Linked DNA regions of Podarcis muralis: region 1 is linked to region 2. Evidence: chromatin contacts called from public Hi-C data. All regions are on one chromosome and are shown on one strand. Each heading gives the region's core, a stretch centred on a gene start, on an enhancer-like site or on the middle of the called end of the contact. The rest is flanking DNA. Distances are from core to core; before and after follow the strand shown. Region 1 holds the start of DPP9 (dipeptidyl peptidase 9). Region 2 holds the start of UHRF1 (ubiquitin like with PHD and ring finger domains 1).

The links. Hi-C and Micro-C count contacts between places; a contact is called where the count stands out from the background.
Region 1: a contact with region 2 is called in a Hi-C map of tail, with 2.9 times the contacts expected there. The contact joins the promoter of DPP9 here to the promoter of UHRF1 in region 2. A contact is called at or near these places in 2 of 3 Hi-C or Micro-C datasets (blood and tail).

Annotation. Positions count from the first base shown.
Region 1 is chr18:7,013,367-7,020,231 of rPodMur119.hap1.1, reverse strand. It overlaps DPP9 (dipeptidyl peptidase 9), which reads right to left and starts at 3,140. Exons shown (of 22, transcript XM_077922004.1): 1 at 2,960-3,140. TRNAG-UCC (transfer RNA glycine (anticodon UCC)) reads left to right here and starts at 4,140; the gene lies at 4,140-4,211. It overlaps TRNAV-CAC (transfer RNA valine (anticodon CAC)), which reads right to left and starts at 5,223; the gene lies at 5,151-5,223.
Region 2 is chr18:6,872,673-6,879,461 of rPodMur119.hap1.1, reverse strand. UHRF1 (ubiquitin like with PHD and ring finger domains 1) reads left to right here and starts at 5,161. Exons shown (of 17, transcript XM_028713412.2): 1 at 5,161-5,473.

The sequences.
Region 1 (6,865 bases), core at 1,891-4,390, 140 kb before region 2:
CATGTGGAGATCTCTGGATGCCCAGGCTGGCGACTGACATCTCCATCTGGTTGGCTCCTCCAGCTTCCTTAAGCAGATCAGCAGAAAAGCTTATTTATTGCATTTATCTCCCACCTTTTTCTCCAAGGAGTCCATGGTTCACACCCATCTCAGTTAATCCGCACAACACCCCTGTGAGGTAGGTTAAGAGGCTGTGACTGACTCCAAGATCAGTCAGTGAGATTCCTGACTGAGTGGGGATTTGAACCCTGATCTCCCAGGTCCTAGTCCAACACTCTAACCTGCTACACCACACTAGCTTCCTGGAGTCCTCCTTCTAGGGGGCAGCACTATAAATTAAGCAGGTAAATAAATATGGGAAAAGCCAAATGTCACTTAGGGAAGGATCAGAAATATTTTGCTTGATGCTTGAATTTGTTTTATTTGGTGTTTTAAAGGAAAAAAATCTCAAAAGTGGTTTGCAACACATTAAAATACAAAACAGTACAGTGGAGGCTGCAGGTTTCGAATGTGATCCATGCGGGGTGCACGTTCGCAACCCGCAGCGTTCACAACCCGCGTTTGCGCACATGCGGGTTGCAATTTGGTGCTTCTGCGCATGCGCAAAGTGCGATTTAGCGCTTCTGCACATGTGTGACCGACGAAACCCAGAAGTAACCCGTTCTGGTACTTCCGGGTTTCGGGGGTCCATAACCCAAAAAAACGCAACCTGAAGCGGCTGTAATCCGAGGTATGACTGTCTATAAATGAAATTAATAATACAAATAATTCCTCCCTCCATTGGGGGGAAATGGAGTTTAGCCATTCTGCTGTGGCAACCGTAACCTAGGTTTAAGGTGCTATTTGGCCATAAGCTCACATACCAGTTTCTAACACTGGTAACAAGAGCCTGGCTGCTGAATCCGGCCAAGGCAGGGCCCATCTAGTCTACTCTCCTACTCTCACTGTGGCTGACCAGATGCCCTCACGGGAGCCCAGCATGCAGGACTTTAGCACAACAACAGCTCTCCCAACTTGTGATTCCCAGCAGCCGATATACAGTGGTTCCTCGCAAGACGAAATTAATTCTTCCGCGAGTTTTGTCGTCTTGCGATTTTTTTTGCCTTGCGAAGCACGGTGTCGGGAAAGTTTTGGAAAAGCTTCAAAAATCACCAAAGTCTTTAAAAACCTCAAAAAAGGCTACCACACCGCGTTCTATGAGTTGCTCCTCGAAGTCAAGTCGCAACCGTATTAACGGTGTTAAGAAAAAGGAAACAAACTTGCAAGACGTTTCCGTCTTGCGAAGCAAGCCCATAGGGAAAATCGTCTTGCGAAGCAGCTCAGAAAACAAAAAACCTTTCGTCTAGCGAGTTTTTTGTCTTGCGAGGCATTCGTCTTGCGAGGTACCACTGTACAGAGACAAACTGGCTCCGACAGAGGAGGCAGAATATCACCTGCAGACTCATTTTGGTGCAACTGCACCAGATAGATGTGGAAGCTTTCTTATTATCATACCACCTTGTTTGATCTTAAATATCTGGTGGTATTCTGATCCAGCCAGAATAGCCCACAGAATCCAAGGAGGCACAGGCTTCCTACACTACGTCAGGTTAAGTCATAGTAACACAAGGAAAACCTGTTGGATGAGGCCAGTGTCCCTTCTAGTCCAGCATTCTGTCCTCACAGTGACTAACCAGATGATGATGATGATAATAATAATAATAATAATAATAATAATAATAATTTATTATTTGTACCCTGCCCATCTGGCTGGGTTTCCCCAGCCACTCTGGGCGGCTTCCACAAAGACCAAAAATACACTAAGATGTCACACATTAAAAACTTCGCTGAACAGGGCTCCCATCAGATGTCTTCTGAATGTCAGGTACAGTGGTACCTCAGGTTAAGTACTTAATTCGTTCCGGAGGTCTGTTCTTAACCTGAAACTGTTCTTAACCTGAAGCACCACTTTAGCTAATGGGGTCTCCCGCTGCCGCCGCAGCACGATTCCTGTTCTCATCCTGAAGCAAAGTTCTTAACCTGAAGCACTATTTCTGGGTTAGTGGAGTCTGTAACCTGAAGCATATGTAACCCGAGGTACCACTGTAGTTGTTTGTCTCTTTGACATCTGGTGGGAGGGCATTCCACAGGGCGGATGCCACCACCAAGAAGGCCCTCTGCCTGGTTCCCTGTAGCTTTGCTTCTTGCAATGAGGGAACCACCAGAAGGCCCTCAGAGCTGGACCTCAGTGTCCAGGCAGAACGATGGAGGTGGAGACGCTTCTTCAGGTATACTGGACCGAGGCCGTTTAGATGCCTTTAAGAACCCAGGCCACTGAAACTCACCATACAAAACTACCCCCCCACCCCATGGAGGCAAACAATCCCAAACTCTTTATTCTATAGGGATGGGGGTCCCCCAAGTTCTGAAGCTGGGATGGGAGGGAGCAGGCCTCAAGAAGCCCCCCTTCCAAAAGGGGCTCTGATGGGGAAGGCATGGGGGCCAGCAGCCCCCTTTCTTCCTACCCCTCCAAGGAGGCAAGACCCAAACCCCCTCCCATGGATGATCCACAGCAAGGGCGTTCCCTCCATCCAGCAGCATGGGCATTCAGCCTGGCACAAGGGAACCTTATTTGGGGTGTGGTCCGAAGAGAAACCCCCCCCCCAAGTGGGAGAGGGCGTGGCCAGCAGCCCCCTTCCGAGAGGGCGTGGCCAAAAACCCCTGCCTGTTTTAACTCTCAGGTGCCAAGGCGTGGCCTCGCGCAAGGGAGGCGTGGCCTAAGAGGGGTGGGGTCTCCAGGACCTTCTCTCCAGGGGGCGTGGCCACCGAGCTGAGGGCGTGGCCACAGGAAAGCCTATTCGGAGCGTGGTCTGGACCCCCCGCACCCCCTCCTAGGAAAGGGGCGGGGCCTCTTCCCTTCGGCCCCTCCCCTCCGTCCCCTCAGAGGCCCCGCCCGCCCGCCAGCCGGCTGCTCACTCACTCCGTGGCTCCTCGGCCTCCCCCAGGCCGGGCTTCCTCCGCTGCGGGGTGAGGGGGGGTAGGGGAGGGTTGGGTTCCGCGGAGGCTTCACTCCCGCTCCATTTCCTTTCCTGGAGACGCCGGAGCTCCGGGGGAGGGGGGGAGGGACACCGCCGGCCTCCGCGAGCCTCCCGCCGCGACCTTTCGCCCGGAAGCGGAAGCCCGCTCTTTCGCCGTCGCCCAACTCTCGCGATAGTTAAGCGGGGGGGGGGACGGGACCCGAACGAGATCTCGAGATAGCGAGTGCGGGAAAGGGGGCGGGGTCTCGAACTGACTTCTTGCCCCGCTGCCCTCGTCGTCGTCCAAGGCTCGGTTATTCTCGCGAGAGTAAGCGGAAGGAGGGCGGGGCCTCTTGCGAACGCGGAAGGAACCATAGAGCATGAAACGGGAGGTTGCCTCTGACGGTTGGGAGAGACCATCCTGGGAAATTATGGAGGGGTGGGGAGGAATGTTCGTGAGGAAAAAAATTTTATTAAAGGATTTGGATGACGGCGAACTGGGCGGAACCATTCGATAGGAGCACGGGGGGAGATTTGGGGGATGAAAACATGAATAAAATCTTATAATTTTTTTGGAAAAGAAAATCCAACAACCCATGCCTATCTCTTTAATTATATCTAATGTTTTTATGGAAATAATAAGAATACATAACAAAATGGAATAAACGTTTGCAAAATAAAAAATCATTTAAATCTGCACATATATTTTGGTATATACATGAAAGTGTTCATATATACATTGTATAAATGGACATAAATTTAAAATAAAGAGCACAAATTAAACGGTCTCTTACGTAATTGTTAAAAACGGTTTGGAAGGAACCATTAGCATTAAAAAGGGGAGGGAGCCGTTGCTATGGGAACGGGTAGTGACCACTTTTGCATAGTGGGGGGGTTGGATTTTCCACGTTCGGACGGACACCGTTTTCTGAAACGGAGTGGGGGGAGGATCAATTCCATCGAGGGAGTAGGGGTCAGCGAAAGAAGGCGGCCTAACATTCTTTTCGGAAGGCAGGCAGTTTCACATACGCGGTTAGGAATTATTTTTGAAACAATCGTTCTCTCACCTATTTAAATTGTCGGATGGTACAGTCCAAGATCGGTGTTTCATAGGCTAAGAAAATGGAGAGCAGCGCATCTGCAGCGTTGGTGGTATAGTGGTTAGCATAGCTGCCTTCCAAGCAGTTGACCCGGGTTCGATTCCCGGCCAACGCAATATTTTCCCTCGCCCTCTTTTCATTCTTATGTAACTTGCAATTATTTAAACAGTAACTTGCAATTATTTAAACAGTTCCTTTACAAGTAAGACCGAAGGCTACAATTCATAACTTAAACAAAGTTTCTCACTTACTTACCTGGTAATGATTTATCATCCTTTACATGTGTTCATTCATTAATTCCCCCTCCTAATTTATGGGCAAATTATATTTATACAGTATATATGATTATACATGTTCAAGGAGGGGGGAATATTTTTTTAAAAAAAGAAATAAAGGAAATAAAAACCAGATTGCCATACAATTAGTTTTATTCAGTTTTGTAAAAGGAAAAAAAAAATGCAAACTATCAGCCTGAGTTTATTTGAGGTTTTCAAATAATATTGCTAAAAAAACAGGTGTGCAAACTCAAAAAAAGACACAAAAGGAAAGGTGGAGTGGGAGGGAGGAGGAAATAAGACACTTTAGGTTGCAGATTCCAAAGGAACAAGTTCATCTAATGACCAGCTGAGCTGCGTCATGGTAGCTTCTGGAAAGAGGTGGCTGCCCTGCTTAAAAAATAAATATAAAAATAAAAATCTCAGAAATTAAATGCGTTTAATTTTAATCAGCTAAGCTGGGGGACTCATAATTCTAAAGTGAAACATTTAAAAAAATAATAATCCCAGAAATTCAATAAATGCATTTAATTTTAATCAGCTATGCTGGGGAACTCATAATTCTAAAGCGAAATAATAACAAAAACCCAGAAATTAAATAAATCCATTTAATTTTAATCAGCTATGCTGGGGAACTCATCATTCTAAAGCAAAATATTAACAAAAAGCCAGAAATTAAATAAATGCATTTAATTTTAATCAGCTAAACTGGCAGGGTTATAAGGATAAATTAAAATAAAAACTGGAAGGGGTTTTTTTTCCCAAGAAAAAGGCAATAATGTTTCCGCCCGGGATCGAACCGGGGACCTTTCGCGTGTGAGGCGAACGTGATAACCGCTACACTACGGAAACCGACATGGAAGGCTTCTTCGTGCTGCTTGATATTAACTCAAGGGCTTCCACTTTATAGTCTATCTGCCCCAGCTAGTTAATGATGCTTTTGGAAATATTTTCATGCCCTGTGCTGAATGCTGCAGTTTTGCACCTGCGACGCAAAGGCTCCCCACCTCGAACCAAGGATCGCCCTTTGCAATCGGGTGGCCTGATTGCAATGCACTTTGCTAAAAAATAATGGATGCCACTGTCTCCATTAGAGGTCAGGAGAGACTCATCCAAGGAGCAAAACTAGTTGTTGTTGTTTAGTCGTTTAGTCGTGTCCGCATCTTCGTGACCCCCTGGACCAGAGCAGGCCAGGCACAACTTTATCAACAACTTCAGATATGCAGATGACACAACTTGGATGGCAGAAAGTGAGGAGGAATTAAAGAACCTTGTAATGAGGGTGAAAGAGGAGAGCGCAAAATATGGTCTGAAGCTCAACATCCAAAAAACGAAGATCATGGCCACTGGTCCCATCACCTCCTGGCAAATAGAAGGGGAAGAAATGGAGGCAGTGAGAGATTTTACTTTCTTGGGCTCCATGATCACTGCAGATGGTGACAGCAGCCACGAAATTAAAAGACGCCTGCTCCTTGGGAGAAAGGCGATGGCAAACCTGGACAGCATCTTAAAAGAGTCATGTCTGCCTCTTCGTGACCCCCTGGACCAGAGCACGCCAGGCCCTCCTGTCTTCCACTGCCTCCCGCAGTTTGGTCAAACTCATGCTGGTAGCTTCGAGAACACTGTCCCACCATCTCGTCCCCAATGAAGGACAGAACTTCCTTTTTTACGGCACAACAGCAGCAAGAATACTTATCGCAAAGTATTGGAAGACACAAGATCTACCCACCCTGGAAGAATGGCAGATGAAGGTGATGGACTATATGGAACTGGCGGAAATGGCTGGCAGAATCCGAGACCAGGGAGAAGAGTCGGTGGATGAAGATTGGAAGAAATATAAAGACTATTTACAGAAATATTGCAAAATTAATGAATGTTAGAATGATGTTGGATTGAAGTTAAGGGGTTTTTAGCAGTAATGTCATAAAGGAATATGAAAAAATGGATTGTTAACAGGTGAAAATCTAAAGTTACAATATATTAAGATTAAAGATCAGGACAAAACAAAGAGGGAAAGGATTTGCTGAACCAATAAATTGAACTGGAATACAAAAAAGGGAGGTGTGAGGAGGTCCGGAAAACAGGCAAATGAAAGATAAGATACGGAAAGATCGAATTGTTTTTAACTATTTTTATTTTGTATTTTGTATTTTTTCTTTTTCTTTTTTGTAATACTTTGAAAACTCTAATAAATATCTTTTAAAAAAAAAAAGAGAACACTGTCCCACCATCTCGTCCTCTGTCGTCCCCTTCTCCTTGTGCCCTCCATCTTTCCCAACATCAGGGTCTTTTCCAGGGAGTCTTCTCTTCTCATGAGGTGGCCAAAGTATTGGAGCCTCAGCTTCAGGGTCTGTCCTTCCAGTGAGCACTCAGGGCTGATTTCCTTCAGAATGGAGAGGTTTGATCTTCTTGCAGTCCATGGGACTCTCAAGAGTCTCCTCCAGGACCAGAATTCAAAAGCATCCATTCTTCGGCGACCAGCCTTCTTTATGGT
Region 2 (6,789 bases), core at 3,912-6,411:
CGGGCAGAAGAAAGCTTATGAAGCTCCCGAACGATCGACCAGGAGGGAGAGAACATGCCAGTCAGGCATGTGTCTCTGCCAGGGTCCTACTTGAGTGTAGGCTGAACTCCTGACAGGGAACCCAATGGCGACACCATTTAAAGCCCTTGAATAGTCAAGTTACTTGGTATGGGGAGTTATGGGGTGTTAGAGGAGGGGAGTACCTCTGGCTACTACAAGAGACACCACTTGCCGACAAAGGTCCATGTAATCAAAGCTATGGTTTTCCCCCGTAGTGATGTATGGAAGTGAGAGCTGGACCATAAAGAAGGCTGATCGCCGAAGAATGGATGCTTTTGAATTCTGGTGCTGGAGGAGACTCTGGAGAGTCCCATGGACTGCAAGAAGATCAAACCTATCCATTCTGAAGGAACAGGTAGGTAGCCATGTTGGTCTGTTGTTGAAACAAAATTAAAAAAAAACCTTACAGTAGCACCTTTGTTGTTGTTTAGTCGTTTAGTCGTGTCCGACTCTTCGTGACCCCCTGGACCAGAGCACGCCAGGCACTCCTGTCTTCCACTGCCTCCCGCAGTTTGGTCAAACTCATGCTGGTAGCACCTTAGAGACCAACTAAGTTTGTGTGCATGCACACTTCTTCAGATACTGATTTCCTTCATTCTGAAGGAAATCAGCCCTGAGTGCTGACTGGAAGGACAGATCCTGAAGCTGAGGCTCCAATCCTCTGGCCACCTCATGAGAAGAGAAGACTCCCTGGAAAAGACCCTGATGTTGGGAAAGATGGAGGGCAGAAGGAGAAGGGGACGACAGAGGATGAGATGGTGGGACAGTGTTCTTGAAGCTACCAGCATGAGTTTGACCAAACTGCGGGAGGCAGTGGAAGACAGAAGTGCCTGGCATGCTCTGGTCCAGGGGGTCACGAAGAGTCGGACATGACTAAACGACGAAAGAACAAAAACAAGTACCTCTGGCAAGGGACAAGGTTTTAAGGTCCTATTAGATTCAGCAGGGCTTACTCTCAGGTAAGTGCATTTCGGGCTGCACCCTTTGTGACCCAAGTTTTGGGTCCTTTTTAGGTTCAGGGTGTCACTGCTTTACACCCCCCCCCCCACAATATTTGAAAACGTCATCTTTGTACTTAAACACAAATTGGCCGGGAACGTCATTCTCTGTGTCCTTATCCATTTATTTAAAGAACAACAAACTGGTGGTTGCTTTAACTTTTTGATATGTGGCGATTTGAATCATGAGGATGAAATTGAAGAACTGCTGAGTCTTGAATGAATTGCCTTGGAATTGAGGACTTCATTAGACTTTCTTCTGCCTTTTCATTTTATTTTGTTCTAAGGGCTTGTTAGAGATATTGTGTAAGCGTGGTGTCAGCTCCCTAAAAACAGGTCAGCAACTTTGGGGCTCCCCCCCTTAAAAAAGGTCGACAACTTGGGGGGGCGTCAGAGGGATCTTTGCACCACGGCGCCGGATATGCTTATGACGGCCCTGGCTAACACAGTGGTTTGACTTAGCCCCCGGAGGCGGACTCCATTGTCTCTTGATGGAGGCCAACAATGGGTTACCTTTCTGACCCGCCAAATCCTTCCACCCCATGAATCCAAAGCACACCTGAAGTGCATAGCCCCCCCGCAAAGAACCTTGGGAAGTCTGTTAAAGGTGCTTGGGATTGTAGCATTGCGGGGGGTAAACTACAATTTCCAGGATTCTTTTTTTTTATAATAATATTTTATTAAGTTTAACAATAGAAAAAAACACAACCACAAAGAACAATAAAAACACAGGGGAAATATAAAACATAGTAATACAAACATTTAACCTAACAAGGGAAAAGAAAAAGTCAATACACACACAAAAAGGTAAAACACAAATCACTCTTTTCTAGTTTTTTATCTTTGATTAACTTATTTTCCTGACTTCCTCACGCCTCCCTTTTTTGTATCCCTTTTTAACAGTTAGTTCAGCAAATTCATATCCTACTACCTTTTCCTTACTTATTTTACCTTCCAAATTTATAATTTCAAATTTTTATCTATCTTGTTGCTAGAACCCCTTCATTTCATTTCAATGTCATCAGCATTCATACATTTTACAATACTTCTGTAAATAGATTTTAAATTTCCTCCAATCTTCTTCCATCGACTCTTCTCCCTGGTCTCGGATTCTGCCAGTCATCTCCGCCATTTCCATATAGTCAATTACTTGCATCTGCCATTCTTCCCGGGTGGGTAAATCTTGTGTCTTCCAATGCTTTGTGATGAGTATTCTTGCTGCTGCTGTAGCATACAAAAAGAAAGTTCTATCCTTCTTTGACACCAATTGGCCAACTATGCCCAGGAGAAAGGCCTCTGGTTTCTTCACGAAAGTATATTTAAATATCTTTTTCAACTCATTATAAATCATCTCCCAGAAAGCCTTAATCCTCGGGCACGTCCAGGATTCTTAACGCAGTAGAAATGTGTTTTAAATATATAGTGCGGGTGTGACATTTATGGGATTTTAAGTTCAGCCTCACAGGTTTTGTTCTCTGTGGGAGACATGAGACAGGAATCTCATACTCAGGACACCGCAGTTCTATATAATAAATCCCCAGTAGACCATGCGGGTGGCACCGTGGTCTAAACCACTGTGCCTCTTGGGCTTGCTGATCAGAAGGTCGGCGGTTCGAATCCCCGCGACGGGATGAGCTCCCGTTGCTCGGTCCCAGCTCCTGCCAACATAGAAGTTCGAAAGCACGTCAAAGTGCAAGTAGATAAATAGGTATCGCTCCGGCGGGAAGGTAAACGGCGTTTCTGTGCACTGCTCTGGTTCGCCAGAAGCGGCTTAGTCATGCTGGCCACATGACCCGGAAGCTGTACGCCGGCTCCCTTGCCCAATAAAGCAAGATGAGAGCCGCAACCGCAGAGTCATCTGTGACTGGACCTAATGGTCAGGGGTCCCTTTACCTTTAGAGATCCATCATCTTTTTCTCTTTTTTGCTCAACAAATTGTTCCAGTATTTCCAGTGTGGCAACAAAGAAAATCAAAGAGCCTCACAGTGCCTTCTAAGAGACTTGTTATTTATCAGTGATAATTAAATATTTGACAAATGGTGGTTATTGCTGAGATGATTATATTAACCCCTGTAGTGATGTGCGCAGGCTTTTAACACTTAATTTTACACTGGCCTTTGTTATAAGAAGTAAATGTGTTCTGATGCAAGCTTTTGCAGGCTAGAGGACCCAAGATGCATGAAAAGTTTCACCAGATGCATGAAAAGTTAACAAACTGCCAGGAATGAAGGGGGAGATAAGAATGCTAATTGGCAATGAATGCAAAAAGCACAGTCCACGACAATTAAATTAGGGCTTGAACTTTTACAAAATTAGCACAGTGACTCCTCATATCAGCAATTGTGCTGATAACAATCAACATTGCTGAGTAAATTTAATAATAATAATAGATTTAAGACTTTCAGTAATGCCTTTGCCTCTCTTCAAGATCCTGAATGAATACAATTGGGATATGTTTGACTCTTTCAGCAGTTTCACTCTTTGATATGATTATGGTAGTCAAGATAACATTGGAAGGATAATACTGGAAGACCAAAAGGCCTCTATGCAAATTAAATGATGGGATTTAGCCATTTTGAGCAAGTCAGCATGCTTAATTAGGGTGTAGCAAGGCACTCTGAAGTCTATAGGTTTGACATAAAGCAGAACATTTTAAAACTTTAAAACTTTGCTGGCATGCTAGACAAAACAAGATATTTAGAAATATTTTCCCATTGTGGTTGTATTAGGGTGCACTGAATTTTTCAGCTTTCAAATTCCAAAAAATGAGGGGTGCCAAAAAGTTGTAACATGACTTGGGAACTTTGGTTAAATTAATATACAGTAATTTAGTTTTGCCTGGTAAGTAAACTGTGGGTAAAATTGCACAGAAATAATTAAAAATGATTGCCAAGTAGCTGCAGTTACATATTATTATTTAGCATTGCCTGACATTTTCACAGGGTAAAATTAAAATTATTTGGTTTCCCGGAAACAGTTTATGTGCTTCTTCATCAAATGTAGACTTACCAAGCTAAACATTGTTCAGTCACAAAAACAGCAGCAGATTTGAATTCTTCACACCCAAAATCATATTTTTTAAGACCCCTCATTGAAGAAATTTGAAGAAATTCACCTGTTAAAATGACACACACTATTTTGTATTTTTTTATGGTTTCCCCACCAGTTCATCTCTGTTAGGGCTGTGTGTGTGTGTGTGTGTGTGTTTCAGCTTTTAATGAAAAAAGAAAAGTGAGGAAAGTTGACCTAAAGGACTGATCAAAAGCAACCAGGTAAGACGCAGGTGGCGCTGTGGGTTAAACCACAGAGCCTAGGACTTGCCGATCAGAAGGTCGGCGGTTCGAATCCCCGTAACGGGGTGAGCTCCCGTTGCTCGGTCCCTGCTCCTGCCAACCTAGCAGTTCGAAAGCACGTCAAAGTGCAAGTAGATAAATAGGTACCACTCTGGCGGGAAGGTAAATGGTGTTTCCGTGCGCTGCTCTGGTTCGCCAGAAGCGGCTTAGTCCTGCTGGCCACATGACCCGGAAGCTGTACGCCGGCTCCCTTGGCCAATAAAGCGAGATGAGCCCCGCAACCCCAGAGTCGGCCACGACTGGACCAAATGGTCAGGGGTCCAATTCCCAGCACACTTAATAATACAATTCCAAATATTATTTGGGAGAAGACTTCTGCTTTAAATGGGTGGTGTTTTCACAGTTCCAGAAAACGCAAATTTGATAAATTCATGGTTAAATGCAAACTAAATGAACTTTTGCACATCCCTACTCAAAAGTAACTGCCATTGAACTGAACACTGCTTACGCCCAGGTAAGTGAGTAGAGGGTTTGCAACCTCATGAGGCGAAAGCAAAACAGCTTCCAGAGCTGGGGTGACCGAGTCAAGCTGAACGTTTTAAGCCATCTCTTGATCAGTCGATGTCTGAGCTATTATTCGTCGCGCATGCGCACTCAACCCTCCGAGCGGCAAGCCGGAATGGCAAGTGAGCCGGGATGAAGCCACGCCCACTTCCTCCCAGTTCCCGCCACCGCCGACCAATCAGGAGGCTCAGAACGGCCCACAGCAACTTTCCCCGCCAAACTCTAAAGACTGGAGGCGTAAAAAAGGAGAATTTTGCGCGGGCTGCGCCAGTTGCGGGGGACCTTTCGCTCCCAGCTTTTTTATAGACACTCACATATATATATATACGTATAAAATATATATAATATAATATGCATAATATTGCCACGTGAGATCTACACCTGGATCAAACGGAAGCATTTGGGATTGAGTAATACAGTTTTACTTTTTTTAAATTAATTTTTCCATCGGAGGAAGGAAAAAAGGCGCGCTTTCCCCGTCTTCGGATTTGCAAAGAAGCAGAGCCGAGAGAAAGAGAGAGAAGTTTTATTTTTTTAAAAAAAAGACAAGCAAACCAGGTGAGTGTCCTTTTTAAGACAGAAATCCGCAAAGCAATTGTATTTCAGAAGTGGAGAGTGTGGTGGATCTCAAGGCGATCTGCCCCCAGGTAAGTGTTGTCTAGCATTGCAGGAGAGGTTTGCGGGGTGGGTCGGCTGCCAGCGGGGTGGGGGTACTTCAATTCCTCTCCCCCCCCAACCCTCAAAGTAAGGGTGCATATCCAAATAGCGGGAAAATAAGTTGCAATTTTCTGTTAACCTTAATATACTGCTAATATACTGTTCGTTGTTTAAGCAGAGTCTATATTCTGCCCTTCCAAGTCTACTCAATTAAGCCAGATGGACTTAACTCCCAGATCGTTGCAGGGCAAGGGCTGCAGCGGTGGGTGGATGACCACACATTTTTTTAAAACGGCCACACGCATTCATGAAACATACCCTGGAGTAGGAGCATTCATTGCAATGAATGGGAAGGGGGGAAAAACACTTATAGACCTGTACATGGACTTCCACGTCATCCCTGTGGCATGGTGCAGAGCGAAAGCCTCTGCATGCAGGCATGGCCAAACTTGGCCCTCCAGCTGTTTGGGGACTACAACTCCCATCATCCCTAGCTAAAAGGACCAGTGGTCAGGGATGATGGGAATAGTAGTCCTCAAACAGCTGGAGGGCCAAGTTTGGCCATGCCTTCGGGTGGGAAAGGACGTCCCAATTAGGTTTACTGGGGTTTGCTCCCAAGTAGCATAGCATAGCATCAGTAGTATTATTCATGTGGGGTAATGGCCAATGTCAAGGGACACGGGTGGCGCTGTGGGTTAAACCACAGAGCCTAGAGCTTGCCAATCAGAAGGTCGGTGGTTCGAATCCCCACAATGGGGTGAGCTCCCGTTTCTCAGTCCCTGCTCCTGCCCACCTAGCAGTTTGAAAGCACGTCAAAAGTGCAAGTAGATAAATAGGTACCGCTCCAGCGGGAAGGTAAACGGTGTTTCCGTGCGCTGCTCTGGTTCCCAGAAAACTGTCTGCGGACAAACACCGGCTCCCTCGGCCAATAAAGCGAGATGAGCGCCGCAACCCCAGAGTCGGCCACGACTGGACCTAATGGTCAGGGGTCCCTTTACCTTTAATGGCCAATGTTAGCCACACTGAGAGTAGACCCATTGTTTTCAATGGATCCATGGGTAGCGGGGCAGCTGCCCCCTTAAATAAAGTAAATAAATAAAAAGAACTCACTGACCAATTGTGTGGCAGATAACTCGGTTTTGCCCTCCCTCCCCCTGCTCCCAAATAGATCCTGGCCACGCCCATGAATGGATCCACCCTTGAGTGGCTAAAGTTGC